Regions from separate parts of the Salmo salar genome. Here region 1 is linked to region 2. A link is a contact called in public Hi-C data. All regions are on one chromosome and are shown on one strand. Each heading gives the region's core, a stretch centred on a gene start, on an enhancer-like site or on the middle of the called end of the contact. The rest is flanking DNA. Distances are from core to core; before and after follow the strand shown.

What was found. Hi-C and Micro-C count contacts between places; a contact is called where the count stands out from the background.
Region 1: a contact with region 2 is called in a Hi-C map of muscle, with 2.0 times the contacts expected there. The contact joins the enhancer-like site here to the promoter of LOC106603552 in region 2. A contact is called at or near these places in 2 of 3 Hi-C or Micro-C datasets (gill and muscle).

The regions. Positions count from the first base shown.
Region 1 is chrssa04:53,915,580-53,922,785 of Ssal_v3.1, reverse strand. It overlaps LOC106603552 (nuclear receptor-interacting protein 1), which reads right to left. Exons shown (of 2, transcript XM_014197394.2): 2 at 713-7,206. The coding sequence starts at 7,021. The coding sequence ends at 3,176. Among protein-coding and RNA genes, the nearest start is that of usp25, 30 kb to the left of the region's middle. Within about 2 kb of position 4,210, at least 1 of the 13 cell types and tissues checked has an H3K27ac peak or open chromatin away from gene starts, as enhancers often do. A contact at or near this core is called in muscle, where this site is marked.
Region 2 is chrssa04:53,848,697-53,856,212 of Ssal_v3.1, reverse strand. It overlaps LOC106603552 (nuclear receptor-interacting protein 1), which reads right to left and starts at 2,626. Exons shown (of 2, transcript XM_014197394.2): 1 at 2,333-2,626.

The DNA of each region.
Region 1 (7,206 bases), core at 2,961-5,460, 65 kb before region 2:
CTACTGAAAGTTTAAAGAGAGTGCAGCCAGTCATGGGAGGATTATATAAAGGGAAAGCTAGTCAGGCTAGGACTGCTGATGAACCGAGCAGGATTTCAAAAGTGCACTGTCTGCAGACGGACAAAACCCCGACTGTTCACCCACTGGACTTCAACATTCAGAAAGTTTGGGTTGAACTTCCTTTCACCTTTAAAAAGCCCCTCTCCTCTTTCTCTTCCTCTCTAAGTACAGGGTGTTTTCTGTCCCTGAGCAGAGCTGTTGCTTCATGAAAGGGATCATCAGGATGTCTGAAAACAGGACTTCAGGTGTTTTATGGCGATAATATAATGTGATCTATTTTAGTCTGAGGGAGAGATGTGATGTGGATTCAGCTTCAAAGGGTATACCATGGTGCATGCATCCAGGGCACATCTACTGACCTCCACTCCTGTCCTCCTTCCTTTTAATGCCTTTCCTGCCTTTGTTAAGATCTGGCAGAGAAGTGACCAACAGAGAACTCAGAGTCAAAGTTATAGATGACGTCCTCAGGGCTTAGAATGCACCATGTATGAGGAAGCTGAACAGCAACTGACTCACACTGACAATATGTGTACGGGAATATAGACCAATTTAAGGAATAAACAACGAAATCAATCATATCAAATACCGTAGTAATATAATACGTTATTATAGTTAGGTAAGGTGAATATCATAAATGAAACAGGAACATAACTCAGTCAAGAATTTTAGTACTTTATTTTGGAGATATCAGTGCAAATGAACACCCAAAAAAATGCAAACATAAAAAATGAAATAATGTTTCAGGTTGTCACATGGAAAAATGAAACACTTTCGTTTTGCTACAAATGTATGTTTCAGATGCACAATGCCAGTAGGTCTATGATTGTACTTCATACCTCCGCTCTGTCATCAACCAGTAACAGAAAATAAAATCACAAAAATATTCAATGCACGTTTATTTTCACACGTTTTCTCCACTTTCTCAACAGTCTGTGGTTATTTAGGGACTGTTCATGTTCTAAATGACCGTCTCTCTCTCTGTGATAAAAATACCTATTTTAAGACTTGACATTTTACCCCATCACCAGTAGGGATACACAGGTAGTTCCCATGCGTCTGCATGCAACAGGCAGCAGTGAGGAGAGTCAGACACTATTACACAACACAGCGCAGGATAGATTATCATTTTACCACATAGAGACACATGCAAAGAACAAACCAACCAAAAAATGGGCATAGCATCCTCTGTCATTTGTATGTATGTACACTATTACGCATAGAATTCATATTTACATTTTTCCGGGCATTAAAAACTAGGGTAATATATTTTTCTTCACCAATACAAAATAGTTATCTTTCATAATGAAAGTACTATTTACACAAATATATTTAACCATTGTGAAAATCTATTAATAATAGAAGAAACGTACTGAATATGTACTTCATATGTATATGTATTAAAAAAGATCACATGTAAGACTAAATGGATGACAGCAGTGTGGGAAACTGAAACCAGAAACTGATCAAATACAGTACAATCCAAATAACGAGCTAGAGATCAGATAAGCCCTCAAGACACCAACAATGTCTCAATGATTATTGGGTGACAGGTTCACGTCATATCCAGCTGCTTTAAAATGTACCTGTGGTTTCCTCTTTATTTCCATGCAATTCTTTTGACATTTTAATATGAGCTAAGAAACCGCCAAGAAAGTAAAAGGTGTCTATAAAGCACGAGAATCAAGAAACACAAGATAAGCTTTACAAACTGTCAAATTCTCAATGGATAACAACACTGACATTTTTTCATTACATGCCATAAACATATTATTTTTAAGGACACCAACAGCTCAACTTTGACAGTGCAAACTCAGGGGTACAATATCAAATTAGACTGCATTTTTTAAATTTCAGAATATGCATTTATATTTCAAAACCATTCATTTTGAACTCATTTGGAACTAATAGTTATGCAGATGCTGCAGTATTTTAACTGTTGCCCAGAACCTGTATACAACACAGGAGGTTGGTGGCACCTTAATTGGGGAGGACGGGCACGTGGTAATGGCTGGAGAGGAATATGTGGAAAGGCATCAACAACATCAAACACATGGTTTCCATGTGTTTGATCCCATTCCTTTTGCGCCTTTCCAGCCATTACTATGAGCCGTCTTCCCCTTAGCAGCCTCCACTGGTATACAACTACTACTGCCACCCACAACTCACTGTCCCACAGGTAGGCTCGTCAAAGGTTTTTAAATAACCTCTACTACTACTATTCGGTAATAGCTGTATTACCAGTTGTATTACCATCTATTAAGACGTCACCCCGCATCTGCACTGTCAAAACGTAGCCCCAACAAGTTCATTACATATCAAAGCAAAATGCAATGCGTTGTGACCACATGAGCCCTGTCTGTCAGTCGACATAGTCGACTCACTGATGATCATAGAATGAAATCAGTCTTGAGGAGACGGTGCAGGAGCAACCAATACAGAGCCCTCTAACAGAACTGAACTGTAGGTACCTTTAGTAGATTTGATTATGAACATTGTTCACAGGATGTTCCTTTAAACATGTCTCTATCGTGTATGTTTTAATGTACTGCTGTGCTTGCCCTGGTATGACTATATTTAGGGTTTGATCAAAAATGTATGCTCTCTGTCGATCTGAAAACTTCCTGTTGGGAAAATAAATAAAGATGCAGTGATTTTTGGAGTCATCAATAATAAAGGTAGCTGGAAATGTTCTTGATCAATGTTTTACAGGTGCCAACAAAGAGGACACCGAATAGTGATATGTGTGCAATACAGACACAAATCATTGGAGTAAAACCAGACAACTTCTTTGAAAGGTGCTTTCTTCATTCATTTAAGAATGTGAAATACATACTGTATGGAAATCACCAGTGGGCATGTTCAAATTTGACAATTACCTAATTTTGGTGCAAGTGATTTGACAATCTGTTGAAGTAGAGCTATATCGTACCACCCATTCCGTAAACCGAGCCATCGATAATTATGATACAGTAATGAAAAGAATGCCTTGAATTCATTTGCTCGGTTCTTTTCATTCAAAATCCTCACTCTTGCATTCCTTGTTGTTATTTCTTCTCATCTAACTACAAATGAATTTGGCAATTTTTTATGTTTTAGTTAATGAAAGTCATTAAAACTACCATTTGTCAGATGAGTCGCTCAGCCTGTCGTTTTTGTGGCTGTGCTTGTCGTTATTGTAGGGAGGGGACAGGGAGGAGTGCTGGGTGGTGGCAGAGCTCAGTTTGTGTTCATAGGCATCATGGCCATCATTACCTGGCTCCTCCTTCACCTTCACTCCCCCTGGCCCTGACCCCTGGGTCCCCTCCGCCTGGTCCCTCCCCTCCCTCCTCAGCTGAGCGCTACCCTTTTGCAGCATGTAGTACAGGATGGGGTTGGAGCGGGTGAGCCGGGGGGAGTCTGGGCTCAAGTCACAGCCCTCCTCCGCCTGGTCTCGACCTGCCCACTGCACCGGGCTCTCCGGCTCCCGTTTCACCGGGGTGGGGTACCGTTTGGGCGAGTCCTGACGGGGTGGGGGGGCTGTGTGTCGCCCCCAGGGGGAGCGTTGACTGATGTCCCCTGTCTGGGGGGTGGGCAGGGGTCTGAGGTGGCTGGGTGGCCCTGAGTTGAGGGAGCTATGGGGGTGGTGCCAGGGCAGGGTAGGCAGGTTGAGGAGGTCGTGTTGATTGTAGCCTGACTGATTGAGGTTGAGGACGCTCCCGTTGGCTTTACCGTTGGTCTGCAGCACAGAGGGGACAGAGGGGCTAGGGACTCCCCGGGGCTGGGACAGCTCCTTCAGACAATTGTCAGACAGGAGCAGTTGTTTGAGCACGTTGAAGCCCCGGCTCTCCCTAGGGAGAAGAGCTTCACTGCTGAGGCTCCTGGCTGGGGCCTCCTCCTCATTAGGGCTCCTGAGGCCCCTGTGGTAATCAGGCTCCTCCTGTATCTGGCTATGGACCAGGCTGCTGTGGCTGCTTCCAATGTCCACCACGGCCCTCTGAGGGCTGCCATTGTTCAGGCTCATAGCCAGCTCTGAGCAGAGCCGTCTCTTTTTAGGGCTGGGCCCCTGGTGGTGGTAGTCTCTCTGCTCCTCCTTCACAGGGACAGGGCTGGGCCGGCGATCTGTGTGTGGCTGTGTAGGGCTGGTGTAGTAGGTAGCGCTCTGCTGTTTTAGGAGCTGGCTGAGGAGGCCATATTTAGCAATGACCTCTGTGGGCCGGGGCTCTTTTTTTAGGTCCTGCTGGGGTTCAGAGAGCGGGCTGTGCCTGTCGTCATACCCTCCTCCCCCTCCTCCCCGTCTCTTTCTGCTCGTCACATCCTGACACACTGTAGAGGACAACAGGCCTAGGACCTCTTCCCCCGGTTCAGTTTTAACCTTGAATTCTGCTGCCGAGGGCCCCTTGGATCTGTCACAGATGACAGTGCCAGGGGGCTTCTCATAGCAGCTCCCCGCTGCCGTCTCCACACTGCACCTCCCACCAGACCTGTCTCTGTCTCTGTGGGTGGCTGAGGCCACGGAGGAGGCAGAGGAGGAGCTCGCTCCCAGCAGGAGCTGCAGTACTGTGCGACGCTCCAAAAGGTTCTCGATCTGGGACGAGGTGGGTGACACCTCCCCCCGGCGACCGAACGACGGTGTGCCGCTGCCCGAGGGCCTCTCTGAGAGGGGGGTAGTTGTTGTGTTCCTCTGGATGGGGGCATTGAGCCTCTCCAGCAGAGCCAGAGGCCTGCCACCACCCACCTCCAGCTCCCGTCTGGGTACTTTGCTGGGAACCATGGGTGGGGAGGGCGAGGCAGTGCCGCACTGGGCCAGGTTCTGTAACAGTTTACTGGCGCTGAACGCCGGCTCATCTGCAGCTTTCTCAGCAGGGAAGGGTTTAGACTTACATAGATCCAGAGGGCTGGACTGGACATGGGGAGAGGGGTAGGGGGATGGGGTGCTGCTGGGGTCTCGGCTGAGAGAGTACAATGGAAGGCCTGATCTGTCCAGAGGGCTCTGTGTCCTTACTTCCTCCCAGGGGGCCAGTGATTTAAGTGGGCCCCGTGACAGACTGGACAGGGTTGCATCATGCTGCAAATCTGGATTAACCACAATTTTGTTTACCTTGTCGTTATTCTTGCGCTCCAGAAGGAGCTGCATGAGAGTGACCCTGGGGTGGGACTTAAGGTCTGGGCTCATTTCAATCTCCTTCTTAACCTGGGGGACCTTCGGACCGGAGGGATCTGGCTTCCACTTGTTTAGTAGGGACTCAGTGAGTTTGTCTAAGGAGGAGGAAGAGGAGGAAGAGAAAGCAGTGGAGGAAGAGGAGAGAACGGTAGAGGAGGAAGAGAAAGCAGTGGAGGAAGAGAAGACAGTAGGGGCAGAGGAGAAGATAGCAGAAGAAGAGCTGGAGGAGAAAGCAGTAGAAGAGGAAGAGTAGGAAGCAGAGGTGGAGGGGGAGGTGGCTTTAGGCCTGGTCTCTGGGGCTCTGGTGCTGGCCCTGCTCCTCATAGAGAGGTCAATGGGAGAACAGCTGGAGTAGGAGCTCTCTGCGTCGCTGCAGCTCTCCTCTCTCTTGGCCAGGCTCTTCTCCTGGACGGAGCACTCGCTGTCGGAGGTGACTGAGGAGCCGCGGCTAGGGGGCAGGACCCCACAGTCGTCCTCCAGGTGCCCGTTCTTAGTCAGCTGCTTCTGGTTGTTGTGGTTGTTGAGGAGCAGCAGGAGCAGGCTGCTGCAGGTCTGGGGGGGCCTGGCGGGGCGCGAGTCAAAGCCACGTTTCTCAGTAGTGGGGGTTTGGGGTTGGGTCTGGGTGTCGGTGTGGGGGGTGAGGGGCAGAGGAAGAGGGGTGGGGCAGGGTGAACTGTGGGCTGGCAGCAGGGAGGAGGGGCTCCGCTGCCTTGAGCTGGAGTTTAGTGCCAGTCGGGGGAGTGTTGTTGTCGCTGTCCTGTTTTGGGCAGTTAAGGAGCTTAGCGCGTCTGGGGCAACGGTGGTGGTGCTGGTGCTGGTGGGCGGAGCCTCTCCCACACTGGGCGGCCTCTTGTCCTGGGTCTGCTGCGTTGCCATGGCGGCCAGTCTCTCGCTGGCCGAGTGGCCCGAGTGCTGGACCTTGAGTGCATGCTCCCTAGTGTACTGCTGCAGGTGGGCCTCACTGGACAGCAGCAGGGCCAACTGACTGCAGGCCACACTGGGCTTGGGCGAGGGGGCGGGGCTGGAGCGGATCTTTACCAGGTTGGCCACAGCCTTGAGCCGTTCTGCACAGGACTGAGCATCAGTGGAAGCAGCAGCAGCGGTAGGGGTAGAAGGAGGGGTGCTGCTCTGTACCGAGCAGGGGGACTCAGAGGGCCTGTCCTGGCTGTGGCCGTGTCCTTGCCGGCTGTAAGGCGTGCTACTGTGGTTCTGCATCTTGCTCTTCCTCATCAGGCCCTTGAGGCGGCTGGAGGCCATGCCGTAGCAGGGGAGCCGCTCCTTGTCTGGAGCAGGAGGGGGCTCGGTGGGCGGGGAGCGCTCGCTGGGGGGTTTGGTGGACTGCTGCGACATGGCTACATTCTGCAGTCTGGAGCTGAAGGACTGGAGCAGGGAGGCCAGCAGGGTGCTCTCCCCAGCGTGAGGAGAGCCCTCCAAGGCCCCATTTTGCAGGCCTCCTCCACCCCCCTGGCTGGGCAGCTCCACAGGGGGGGAGCTCAGCCTCTGGGCTCCAGGCTCATTCCAGGCCCCTGAGCGGAGCAGCCGGGCCTTCTTCAGGTTCTGGGAGACCCCATGGTGCAGGGCAGGGCCGTTCCCGGCCTTCTGAACAGTGACGATGGCGGGGCCGTGGCTGGGCAGCTGGAAGGGCCGGGCCATCTTGTTGACCTGCTCCACCTGGTTGCCGTGCCCTCGGGCAGCCTCTGATCTCCGGGTTGCCGTGGCCCCAGGCCCAGACGCCACGGGATGCATCAGTAAACCTTCCAGATAAGTTAGAACAGCTGAATCCGTGTGTGTCTCAGGGCCAGGCTCCTCCCCATGAGTCATGTTCAATACTAGGATCCCCTGGTATGGTTCAGCACTGCTACTGGGAATAACAAGGTCCACTAGGTCATCAGGTACTGTACTTTCAGATATTGATAAGAGGTAAGTATGCACATGGGCAGGTTCTAGTCTTTACAGATACTGGAATCCATGGGCTCAATGTAAAGTCATCCCTTATCCACAGTGGA
Region 2 (7,516 bases), core at 1,377-3,876:
AAAAACTGTAGCAACACTGTTACAACACTGTAACACCCATTTTCGGGGACGACAGATGGTTTGTTGTCCTGGGGAAACAGAACCTTGATCTGTTAGACCAGGGTCCAGAGTCCAGTCTTGTGAGCATTCAGCAGATGTAACATCATTTGCATATTTCTAATTTAAATATCCTCTGATTCTGTGGCGGGATACCGCACATCAATCATCATCAGTAGCTCCCTAGACAACAACCCACGGCTACAGCAAAACAAGTTGTGTAGAGTACAGTACACTAGCTCAGTGTAGGAGGAATATGGCTGGCATGTGCACCAGATTAGCCTATTCAAGAGCAAGAACATGTTAAATGTGGAGGTTTTAGTTATCTATGGCTCCAGTACAGAGGACTATACACAGCTACCGTTGAACATCCTGTACAAGATCAGGTCAAATAATTAAGTAGCTGAAACACTCCAGAAAGGGAGGGCTAAAAGCCAGACCCCCAGACAGGCTGAGTATTTAAACTTTTCAAAAGTCAGCCAAGTTCACTTCAACAACGCTCAGGCCTATATTTGGCTAATCCACCCCGGTTTGCTGTAAAAGTAGGCCTAGTACACAATTGAATGTGTTGATGTGTTCCAAATGATGAAAAGTAAACAGGTTTGTTGTTGGGGGGGAAGTTTTGCCAGGGTGGCTAAGCACACCTGAAATAACAGTGAGGTCATGCCCTCTCTCTCTCTCCTGTGACTCCGCTGGCTAATCTTCAACCCCTGACTTTTTGCCTCTCCACCGATCCCATGGTCAAATAGCCTCTGCAGAGTCCCCAACAATCGGATGTTCCGGTTTTCAGGGGAAATGGAAAGAGAGCCTGTGACAGGACTTCCGCATTTGGAAGTTAACAAGGCGGCACTCCATATTAACTCCTCCTCCACATTTGCTGGATTGGTTGAACAGTGCAGAAGAGAATGTTCCCTGACATTTTTTTCTCATCAAGACCAGTATGTAGGGGATCTAGTTTCAGGCGTTTCTTTCATGCCTGCTACATTAGGTTAATGGTCAAATGCAGCTACAGGGCATCTGGTGATGACTACTCCAAACAGTGGAATAGTTCAAATCCATTCTACCTGTCAATTGTCAGTAGCCTACTGCTAAGATATTGAATTAAACCATAGCAAACTAAAGAATATATAAGATGTAGATAATAATAATAATAATAATAATAATAATAATAATAATAATCAACAACAATAATAATAATAATAATAATAATGTAGTAGTAATACAATGTCACCAGTACTTTCTGTGTAGAAATCCACAATGCTAATTTAAAATCTGGTATATGAACTGAATATTGAAAACTCAAAAAATGAAGTGACTAAAAAACTACGGTAGGCCTACATTATTCCAGACACTGTGCCAATGATGAATGAACATTTGAGGCGTGCAATGCCAAACATTTTGTCACCTTTGACAAGGAACAAGGAAGCACAACAGATTAATTGAAAATCATCAGCATCCAGTTTTAACTATGAAGCATTATAATGCATTTATAACGTTAAACTACACCAATCAAAACTCTGAAATGATTACTAATTTGGCTACATTGGAGCAGACTACGAAAGAGCCAAATTGATGTTGACAGTCATAATATCAATACCGGGTCTATTTACTAATGCTCATAGAAATAATATTCATTATCTGTATTAGTAGGCAGTGGCTATGCGCCTTTCATTTAGTACTAGTCCTATGCAGCATTGTAATGCAGGTTAAACAGAACATATGTATTCGTGGCCTATCATTTTGTAGGCTATAATTTTTACACGTAGGCTAGACTACAGCGAGGACAGTGCAACAATTGTAACAACAAACACTATAACAACAAATGAACAGTGTCACAACAATGAATGGACAATGTAACAATGTGAGAAAAATACGGAATAGCAAAGTAGCCAGCACGAACAAGCTACATGATTCGTATTTGAGTCATTAGATTTAGGCGACATAACATTGGCGCTTTCTATGGCAAATAGCTATTACATGTCTACGTGCGGTAATGCGTTTTGTTAAGGTCGACAAGGAAATAATCTCAAACTGGCTATAATGTAACCCCGATGCCATTTAACAAAATGGAAACGACATTACCACAGCACTGGCTGGTTTATTACGACTTCTTTACGCAGCGTTTTCACACCGCTATGAGCCCAGAGACTAAGGCTCGAGACACAAACATCCTTCAACCCTCAAAAACATGCTGTAAACATGTTAAATCCATGACACACACCCCGTTTGTGCCCTCGCGGATTTTACAGAGTCGTTCATTTCACAGCCTATTCTGTACATTTAGCTCGGCACGTACCTGCTTGGGTTTGTCTACCCCACTGGCTGACAGTGGACCCCACTCAAGCGAAAAGGTGCATTATCATTCGAAAGGAGGAAATCCTTCGGATAGTCTCGGTGAAAAGGTCGGATTTCTCGAACGCGGGTTAATTATGAAAAATTGATGATTTATTCCAAAATGCCTCGGGTTTGGATCGAAGTGATCAGGCTCTGCGACCTGAAGTCGAATCAGACGGAATTGCTTATTCTCGGAATCCCCTTGCTCCGGAGCACTCAGCAGAGGCGACACTCCTCCTCTCTGCCACTGACACCACCCTTAAAGGAGCAGTTTAAAGGAGCAGTGGCATTATCGACCGATCCCTGCCCCTCTCCAAATGTATCGTTAGACTTAGTGAAAACGTTTGCGGTTTATTGTGTTTAAAAGTAGTATACAATCAGTTTTATAGCCTATGGTTTATAGACACTTAAATAATGTGTTTATTAATGTTGTATACATAATTATCAAATAATGAACTGTCTATAAATTGGGACTACTTACAAACTCTTTGCAACCTCTGAAAGACAGCAAGGATGAGATCAAAGGAAATAGAATGAAAATGTAACAATCAACAACAAAAAACTTGTTGCCTTTTAAAAATTAGCACAATCAGGCTTTTACATTAATGGTTGTATTACATTATACTGATAGTCTGGGCAGTTTAGTAGAGTACGTTATGAATTTCCACTATTACTTAGCCGTAGCTCTTTTTTTCTGTGATATAATGTCTGTGGTATCTACTATGATGGCCCACAGTCTTCTATCTCATTTGGCCTTGAACAAAATGTCTCAGAGGACCTGGGGAACATCTCTGTTTTCTGTCATGAATAAAAACACAACATAACCTACTTCTCTTCTGCACAGCCCTTCTTCCAGAGAAACTCTTTTTATTTTTAGACTGGGGGCCTGGAGGGTGAGAGTGTGGGTGTGTAGGGGGGCAATACAGTTCTCCCACCACACTGATTTTCACTATTGTTTTAATTCCATGTTATTGGTTAGACAGATTTTTAACAGGACACATACATACACGCACACAGGTGCACACGCAAACACACGCAAACACACGCGCACACACACACACACACACACACACACACACACACACACACACACACACACACACACACACACACACACACACACACACACACACACACACACACACACACACACACACAGCTACAGCATTTAGGTTAACCAATGGATAATGTGCCTCATAACTGAATGTAACCTCGCCATAATGGTTAAATAGTCATTTAATTCAATGTTAGTTTAATAAACAGAACTGACACTCAACTTGTCACTGCGATAAATTGTATAGCACCTTAGAAGGTCATTGTTCACGGCATGTCTTACCTTTAATTAGCATTTTACAGTGTAACTGAGGTTAATGTAGGACTCAGAGACTAAAGTTCAGTCCAAATTGGCACTCATATCAACCTTGTATTGTCTAAATTGATGGCTTTTTATTGTCACTGTCTGACTAGATACTACACATGAAAACAGGCTTAACTTTGAGATCCTTTTGTGCTATTTATTTTGTCTTACTAAACGTGCACCATACATCAAGAATGTTCTTCTTGACCACTGAGATGTCAGCCTTTAGGTTCGGGGGAGCAAACGGCCTCAGCAATTTACGGTATCTACCCTCGTAACCTCTGAACTTAAGTGACCTTTCATCTTTGAACTTTGACCTCAAATGCCACATGAATGGAGATTCAATATCCTCCCTTTTATTCCTTCCCCCACCAGAACTGCCCTGACCTCTGCCCCCAAGCTTTTCACAGAAATGTGGTTCACAGAACTTCCACCTTTGACCCTAAGGGAAGGACAGCCTGTGGCTGTTTTTGTGGCTGTATTAAGAACTCTGCATGTAACACAGTAATACTGAAAAGGATCACACACACACACAAAACAAAGTCTCTGGTAACAGACACGATGCTTTGTGTGTTACATTCTACGGTGGAAGTGGTAAGGGTAAAGTCTGTCAGGGCAGCCATGAGGATAACTGTGAAGTTAGAAGAAGTGTGGCGATTCTGACGAACAACAAAAGACAGAAAAGAGGAGAACGCATGGTGCATTTAAGAGGGCTGGTTAACAAGGCGTTTAAGGGCCTTTTGTAAATGCACTCTGATGTTTTACTGGACACACTAGTTAAAATTTTGTTAACACCCAAGATGACTTACTCTGTCATGCAGAATAACCAAAAGTAGTAGGTTTGGATGTTGTATCATGAGACATTACCAAAATAACCGTGGTACCAAAGAAAGCAATACAAGAATGCTGAACAATAATAGATTAATACAAAATGAAATAAAAAAAATAAAAAATGTGGAAATCACATAAAGATAATTGGTATCCTCATGTAGAATTGTATCAGTCTTTCTCTAATTAACAAACTGCCTGCTCATCAATTAATTAAAACTTGAAGAAAGTAGCCAACCTACCAATGTCAAAAAGACAAATTGCTTTAGACAATTAACTAGCCTGGTTGTTTTCTAAGTCTAAACTGTGGAATTTCTCATCCATAAAATACTTGAAAATAGCCATTCAACTGTGATTCACCTTACACATGAGCAAGGGTTCAGTGAGCAGTTACTGGGGCAGATTATTATCAGAATCTTTTTTTCTTTCATCCAGGAATTAAAGAATCCAATCAACCCCCAAGTCCCTCAAATGTTTTTTATGCAATTTAATTCCAGCTGAATATTTCAATGAATAGACAAAAAAGAGACATAGAATGATATGAATCCCAGTGCAAAGTTCTATGGTGCTCCACGGCTGTTCTCCTGAACCCAGTAGTGCAAATAGAGGAGAGTTTAGATTCAGACGCCTGATTGTCTCTGAGGGAGAGAGCCAGAGTGTCAGCAGACATTAACCCATGACCTTTAACCTCTACTCCCCAATTTCATCCGGAACGTCTCCTAAGGTTTGGAGTGGAGGGAGGGGCTTTGAAAGGGCAGGCAGGTGCGAACTGGGATAGGAGCAGGACTGTTGGAAGTCACACTATACTGTAACCTTCGGACTCAAATGAGTAAATAATGGTTGTTAGGGTCTCATGTATAGAAACAGAATGGATAGAGCTGTACTTTGACCTTTGTACCTGAGTTAGCAAAAGCCTGGGTATGGAAATATAATATACTGAGGTACTGTTTTTATTTAAAAAAACATAACCTATTTAAATTTGGCTGGAATTCAATCTTACTGACTGACTGACTGTATCAATTTCAAACCATTTTAATTTTTTGTCACCCTATTTCTACAGTTCCAGATCCCACAAGGAGAGAATTACTCATTAACAAGTTAAACTGACTTTATTGGTGCAACAAACAAAGGACAGGAAAGAGAAAAGCTAGCCTCTGCTCAGAGTAAACACACAAAGATGATATAACACTGACTAGCAGAGATGTTTCACAATCATCTAGAATTTAGATGTTCTGAATTTTTTACTTCTCCCTCTTTGAAGTAAAAATGTTTTCATAGATACACTGACCGGCGTCCGATGAAGCAGATGCTAAGCTACAGGACTGTTTTGCTAGCACAGACTGGAATATGTTCCGGGATTCATCCAATAAATTTGAGAAGTTTACCACATCAGTCACTGTCTTCATTAATAAGTGTATCAACGACGTCGTCCCCACAGTGACCATACTTTACGTACAATACCCAACCAGAAGCCATGGATTACAGACAACACCCACACTGAGCTAAAGGCCAGAGCTGCCGCTTTCAAGGAGCGGGACACTAATCAAGACGCTTATAAGAAATCCCGCTATGACCTCCAAAGAGCCATCAAACAGGCAAAGCGTTAATACAGGACTAAGATCAAATCCTACTACGTCGGCTCTTACGCTCGTTAGATGTGTCAGGGCTTGCAAACTATCACAGATTACAAAGGTAAACCCAGCCGCGAGCTGCCCTCCGACGCGAGCCTACCAAATGAGCCAAATGCCTTCTAGGCTCGCTTCGAGGAAGGCAAAACAGAACCATGCATGAGAGCACCAACTGTTCTGGACGACTGTGTGATTTTTCTCTCCATAGCCGATGTGAGTAAGATCTTTAAACAGGTTAACATTCACAAGGCCCCGGGGCCAAATGGATTACCAGGACGCATACTCAGAGCATGCGCTGACCAGCTGGCATGTGCCTTCACTGACATTTTCAACCTCTCCCTGACCCAGTCTGTAATACCTACATGTTTCAATCAGACGACCATAGTTCCTGTGCCCAAGAACACCAAAGTAACGATATATCAAATTAATTTGATTAATTCGAATGTATGTTTTAGCACAAAATTTGTTTTGAGTTTTTATGACTGTTTATGTCCACTTGTTCTCATGTTGTCTTTTTGGTCTCGTCTCCTTCACTCCTTCTGTGCTGTATGCACCTTGCAATTTACTCACACACACCAAGCCCCTCTCCCTGCCACTCACAACTACAAAGATGAGAGCTCTGACAAGTGGTTTCAACCCGCTATTGTCATTTGAGGTTTTGTCCAACATAATTGGTCATATGGACACCGAAACACATTGAGACGTTATTTTACTGTAATAGAGAAGTTAACCTTTCTAACGATACCGTTTTATGTCTCAACTACTCAAATTGCGAGCAGAGCAGACACTACTAAAACAGGAGTATCAATAAACATTGATTCTGGAAAATTAATTCTCAGTTTGTCGTGTGTGGTACCACGTACCGCTCGCAGCATTTTAGCCAAAGACTGATGTACCAGCTGTCTAGTCTGTGTTTTATAAATGTGCAATGTGCATAAAACACAATAATATAAGGAATTGGCAATTTGTTCTCATTTTGAGAAATAAGGTAGGCCACTTGATTTCAACATCTGAATAAAGTGGACAGGCTAGCATAGTGTTCCAACAGTTAGCGACAGACAGAAGGGTGTGTTCATAACAATTAAACTGTGATACCTTGTTAGCTAACAAAAATATCCAAGTTGGCTAAACTTGAAATGTAAAGATAAGCTGGCTACTCACTAGCACATGGGCTTGTGCTTGAGAAATTGTTTATGTGACCGGTGTTCATTTTCTATAATGCTGCTACAAGAAGTTAGTCATTATTAGTGAATGTGCATTATGCATGGCTCTGGTTAAATAACAAAAATGGCATTTTCATAGACAGACTTGAAAGCCAGATCATTGATTATTG